Regions from separate parts of the Zea mays genome. Here region 1 is linked to region 2. A link is a contact called in public Hi-C data. All regions are on one chromosome and are shown on one strand. Each heading gives the region's core, a stretch centred on a gene start, on an enhancer-like site or on the middle of the called end of the contact. The rest is flanking DNA. Distances are from core to core; before and after follow the strand shown.

Region 1 (2,700 bases), core at 186-2,685, 210 kb after region 2:
CGAAGCTACGTGCAAGGGAGCTTCGACATAACGACGAAAAGGGAACCGACTTAAAAGGGAAAAGGCTATTTAGACCTCGGTGGGTTACCTTAAAGTTATTAGCAAATGTAAAGGGTCTGGATGTAATTTTATACGAGCTGTGTCCCGTGTCTATAAATAGATGAACAGTACCCCGTACTGTTCACGCTGACTGGTACTTGCTTTTGTGTCACGCTAGTACTTCTTGCCTTATGTCAAGCCGAAGGTATTTTTATAATTCAATAATGTTTCTATCTTTCTATGATAATATAATAAGAATGAATTAACAATATTATACGATTGTTTATATTGTCTCTCATATTCTATATGCTTCTTCATTTATTAATATATATTGCAATCATGAAGGTACGTCCTTCATGACCTTCGTCTGAATATCATTATATCCTAAGGGGAATAATGCTTCAAAGGACGAAGGTCGAAGGACTTTAACATTTAATACTTTGGGATTGTTCTTGATTCATAGCATTTGAGAACAAGTCCCCAACAGTTCCCAAGTGTTTTGTAAGCAAGGCAAGAGACATCAATTGTGTGGTGGTCCTTGTGGGGTCTAAGTGACCTGAGAATTAAGGAGAAAGCTCACTCGGTCTAGGTGACCGTTTGAGGAAGGGGAAGGGTTGAAAGGGACCCGGTCTTTGTGATCACCTCAACGGAGACTAGGTTCTTTAGAACCGAACCTCGGTAAAACAAATCACCGCGTTCATCCGTTTTATTTCTTGGTTGATTTGTTTTCCCCTCTCTTTCGGACTCGAATTCATTTCTAACGCTAACCCCAGCTTGTAGTGTGTGCTTAAGTTTATAATTTTTAGATTCCGCCTATTCACCCCCTCTAGGCGACTTTCAGTGGATGACCCTTCCATGGAGATCGGGCTATCGCAGACTTCCAAGGAGAGAGCGGGGGCGGGGTACCCAATCCACGTCGCGGATTTGCCGTCCATGGAGAGCATGGACGCGGTGATCCGAGGTGGAGGATGTCGCAGACACGGATTCAGGGCGGAGCATGTCAACTTTCATGGAGAGAGCTGGGGCGGGGTTTAGAGATGCGGATCTGCGGACGCAGATCTGGGGTGAGACCGCAGGAATTGCGGGTGAGAGGAGAGTGGGGGCGAGAAGAGCCGAGCGGAGGCATGCTTCACCAGAGCATGTGGACGCCCACTCTAGAAACATATAGAGTAGTAGAGATTTCCTGCCAATTAATCTCACCTCCCATCATTCTTTTTTAGCTTAGCCTAATTTTTAATTTTCCAGCATTTATTCAAAGAGACTGTTGGTACAGTTTACTCTTAAATTTTTTAGCATACCACGAATAATCATTTTTAGGAAATTTTTAACACTCTTGTGGAATTAGGGGATACTTGTTTATATAATGTAACTTATTTTGAACTAAGTTAGATCATATGATCTGGCTCAACTTACTCTAATCTAAGACTAGAGTTTGGGCGTTTGGCACGTCACTACGTCAGAGGTGTCTCGGTCCGACTTGGTACTTGGCGGCTCCACTGCTCACGTCACGTGCCCGCGTTCTCTCTCCGACTCCCATGCCTCTCCGGCGAGCTAGTCTGGTATCCATCGGCGAGCTAGTTTTGTCTCCACCGGCGAGCACGCGTCTGTAACCTCCTCCACCCCCATCGAACTCCACCTGCTCTCCAATCCGCTAGATCTCGGCTCCGTGCAGGTACCTACCCCCTCGTCTTCTAGCCTCTCTATCCAGATCTCATTTGGAGACGCGCTGGCTGCTGGCGCTGCGCTGTAGTGGTGGGCGCGTCCTGGGGAAGCGGACGGGTAGAGCTTTTGCGGTTTGGACCACCGGTGGGCAGTGGGCTCGTTGCTTCGGCGTCCGTTGCTTAATTTCGGGTGCACGCGGGTCTGGCAGGAATGGGACGCTGGATGGTGTGTGAGTTGGCAATTTGGGGTTTAATTAGCGTGTGAAAGTCAAATAGGGCGCTGGATGTGTTTGGCATTGTGTGTTTCCTCTCATTTTGGCACAGGTTACGTGGATGGCTGTGTGGTGTTGCTTTGCTCGCTAATTTGGTTGGATCAGGAGTGTCCTGGGAGCTATGGTCAGTGCATTTTCTGTTGCCAAGTCATAAATGTTGAATGTCTGACTGTTCAGGGTGGATTTGTATTTGCTAGCCATGAATTTGTCAGAGTGAAATTCCATATGGATTACCTCAATTTGTTCACACAAACATCTACAACTAGATAATAGTTGCAGTTCACTGAATATCTTTTGTACACAACATTGCATACTTAATCAAGACTTTTGGAGTTGCTTACCGAACATCTCTTATTACCATGCTGTATGTGGTTTTCGGTTGATGTAATAGTATAGCATGTTTTTTTTGTGGCTATTCCAGCTGTGCTGATTGTGAGGAATTTGGTAGCACCTCTATCAGGGTTTTAAAACTAGAGTGCTGCCGCCCCAGCATACATAATATGGACGAGTAAGATTCGCTGCAGAGTAACCCTTCTTTCATAAGGATGTTACATTTAATTGCATAGTGACTGTTTTATGTTTCAAATTAACCAGAGAAAATGTTGTTGAGCTGCTGCAACGTTATCGCCGTGACCGTCAAGTATTACTCAACTACATTCTTTCTGGCAACTTGATCAAGAAAGTTGCAATGCCACCTGGTGCAATCTCTTTGGATGATGTAGATATAG
Region 2 (2,706 bases), core at 141-2,640:
GCTATTTGCTGTAGAGAAAAAATCACTGCTTGAACTAGAAGTATTGCTATTTGCAGAGAGGAATTCACTGCTCCTATCTGATGTGCTGCCAGTTTCCTTCCCAAAAACAGCGCCTGGGATTCCTCCACTTCCAAACGTAAACACTTTGGGTTGATAACCACTTTTCGTCTCATGCAAGGGCATGTCACTTCCTATACACAACCGTGTTATCTTTTCCAGAGGAAAATCTGCATCACAAACACATTTAGCAACAGTGGAAGAACTGGTATTGGCACCAGAGTCAACATTGTTTATATTATCCACATGACCACTTAATGTGGTACTTCGAAACGTGAAAGCTTCTGGTGCTCCATTAGTACGATCAATCCCCCCACCCCTGGAAGGTGCTTGACTGCCTATATTGAACTGCATCGACTTCCCAGCCATACCTTTTGCATCAGTGCCATGAACTGAACTAGGATCATCTGAATGTGCACCAGGGGCGGCTTTGTTCTTACAGTCAGCAAAACTCCCAGCTCCATTACCTCCAAACACAAATGCTTGCGGCACACCATTAGCACTATCCCTCTTCTTACTTTGCAAGGGTTCTTTGTGGCCTAAATTCAACTGTGTAAGCTTCTCCTGGAGCACATTAGATTCCTTGTTACTAGAAAACAAACCAGATATATCAGCACCAAATACCGAACTTCCATCCTTTCGATCCCTCCCCTGACCGAGACCATCGTCAACCTCACTTGATGTTCGCAGGTTCAACTTCTCCATCTTATCAGGGAGCTTTGATGAAGCGGGCGATCCCTCGTCAAACCGAGGCAGGCTCTCCCTCACGCTCCCAAACACGAAGGGCGCCTCAGTGGGTGAAGCTACTGACACTGCTGGCTCCAAAGGCTGTTGGCTCACTGCCGAAGCAGCACCAAACACAAAGCCTCCGGTCTGTCTATCCGTACCTCCGCCACCACCAAACGGGTTCCATATTCCGGCTGAGGTCTGCGGCATGCGGGAGCGGGAGGAGGCGGGCGCGTGGCGCCGTTTGGCCAAGCGCGGCGCGCGACGTGAAGAGGGCGGCGCTCCGGCGGAGGGCTCGGCGCCCGGTGGCGCGAGTCCAAGCCCTAGGCCCGGGTTCGCCATATAAGCCACGGAGGCGGCGGGGAGCTCGGAGCCGCTAGGTTTTTGGCGCGGCGAAGCGAGCGCTACCGCCGGTGGCTTCCCCCGCGTCGGGGGAGCAGCGGCCGGCGGCGGCGGGCTCTGGAAGGCTGGGGAATGGACGAATGAGGCGGGGCGCGTGTGATTCGAGGGGGCCGAGGAGGCGAGGACGCTTCCACACGGGCACACGGCAGCTTTGTTGGTCGGCCGGTTTACGGAATTCGTAGACTCGCAGTTGTGACGTTGGGTTGGGCCGTTCGGAAATGCCTTCGTAGGGGGCAAATTGAAGTAGGTCAAACACCAATAAAATTAGTATAAGATTTGGTATATTTGAACTATTTTATCACCACTTGGATTATTTTCATAAAACAATTTTATTTTCTTACTTCTAAGTCAAAACACTCTACTTTTGTAAATTAAACCATTTTCAAGACAGTTTTGATAAGGAGACAAAAGCTCCTTGATACCTGGAACATGGTAAAGGAAGGCATGAAGGCCTCCCAAAGACGGCCCATGAACTAGATTGACTACCTGTCAAATAGTTTGGCATGAAGGTTTAAAAGGTCTCCTGGGGACGGCCCGCCAAACCGACCAGCCCGCCTATCGAACAAATACTCGTCAAGCAACCCAACGAGGCGAGGACCGCCGAGCAACCTAGCGAGGCGGGATTGCCGACCAACCTACCCGCCGAGCAACCCAGCAAGACAACAGGTAGCTCTCAGGTGAACACCCCTGCTGAAAGGAAGAGCTAACCTGGTACTGTCGGCGTTTCGACCCCCGAGGGGTCCCTGGACCAACGAGTAAATTGTCGCCGCGTGTCCCAGCCCAGATGGGTCGGCGCGAGACGGAGCACGAAGGGGGAAAAAGGAGACAGGAAAAAGGAGGAAACCCGCGGCCTTCGTGTTGTCCTACGCCCAGGTCGGGTGCGCTTGCAGTAGGGGGTTACAAGCGTCCGCGTGGGAGAGAGAGAGCGAGAGGCTTATACGCGCCGGTCCGTCCTCCCGCGCGGCCAACCTTCTCGTATGAGAGCCCTGGACCTTCCTTTTATAGGCGTAAAGAGAGGGCTCAGGTGTACAATGGGGGATGTAGCAGTGTGCTAACGTGTCTGAAAGAGAAATGTGCCCTTGGGCCATTTCTAAGTATTTTGGTGATTTAGTGTCCAACACAAGTGCCTAAGTGTAAAAAGGTGGACAATGTACAAATCAAGGATAAAGGTATGTTTCTCAGACTTAGTACATTGTTTTATGGACTAATGTATTGTGTCTAAGTGCTGGAAACAGGAAAAAATCCAATTGAAAATGTCTTGGCTCGAGCAGCCAAGACTCAGCTCAGTCTGGAGCACCGGACTGTCCGGTGGTGCACCGGACAGTGTCCGGTGCGCCAGGCTGGCTCTGGCAAAGTGGCTGCTCTCGGGACTTCGACGGCGGTGTACGGCTATAATTCACCGGACTGTCCGGTGGTGCACCGGACTGTCCGGTGGTTCGTTCACAGGCAAACTCGTCGCTCTCGGGAATTCATCGGCGACATACGGCTATAATTCACCGGACTGTCCGGTGTGCACCGGAC

Evidence for each region. Hi-C and Micro-C count contacts between places; a contact is called where the count stands out from the background.
Region 1: a contact with region 2 is called in a Hi-C map of leaf, with 5 times the contacts expected there. The contact joins the promoter of LOC103630192 here to the promoter of LOC103630191 in region 2. A contact is called at or near these places in 7 of 25 Hi-C or Micro-C datasets (bundle sheath, ear, endosperm and 3 more) and 1 of 3 datasets of contacts at active chromatin or transcription factors (seedling).

Annotation. Positions count from the first base shown.
Region 1 is chr6:147,200,742-147,203,441 of Zm-B73-REFERENCE-NAM-5.0, forward strand. LOC103630192 reads left to right here and starts at 1,436. Exons shown (of 28, transcript XM_008651269.3): 1 at 1,436-1,711; 2 at 2,025-2,096; 3 at 2,394-2,480; 4 at 2,567-2,700. The coding sequence starts at 2,473.
Region 2 is chr6:146,989,494-146,992,199 of Zm-B73-REFERENCE-NAM-5.0, forward strand. LOC103630191 (Heat shock protein DnaJ with tetratricopeptide repeat) reads right to left here and starts at 1,391. Exons shown (of 11, transcript XM_008651268.2): 1 at 1-1,391. The coding sequence starts at 1,125.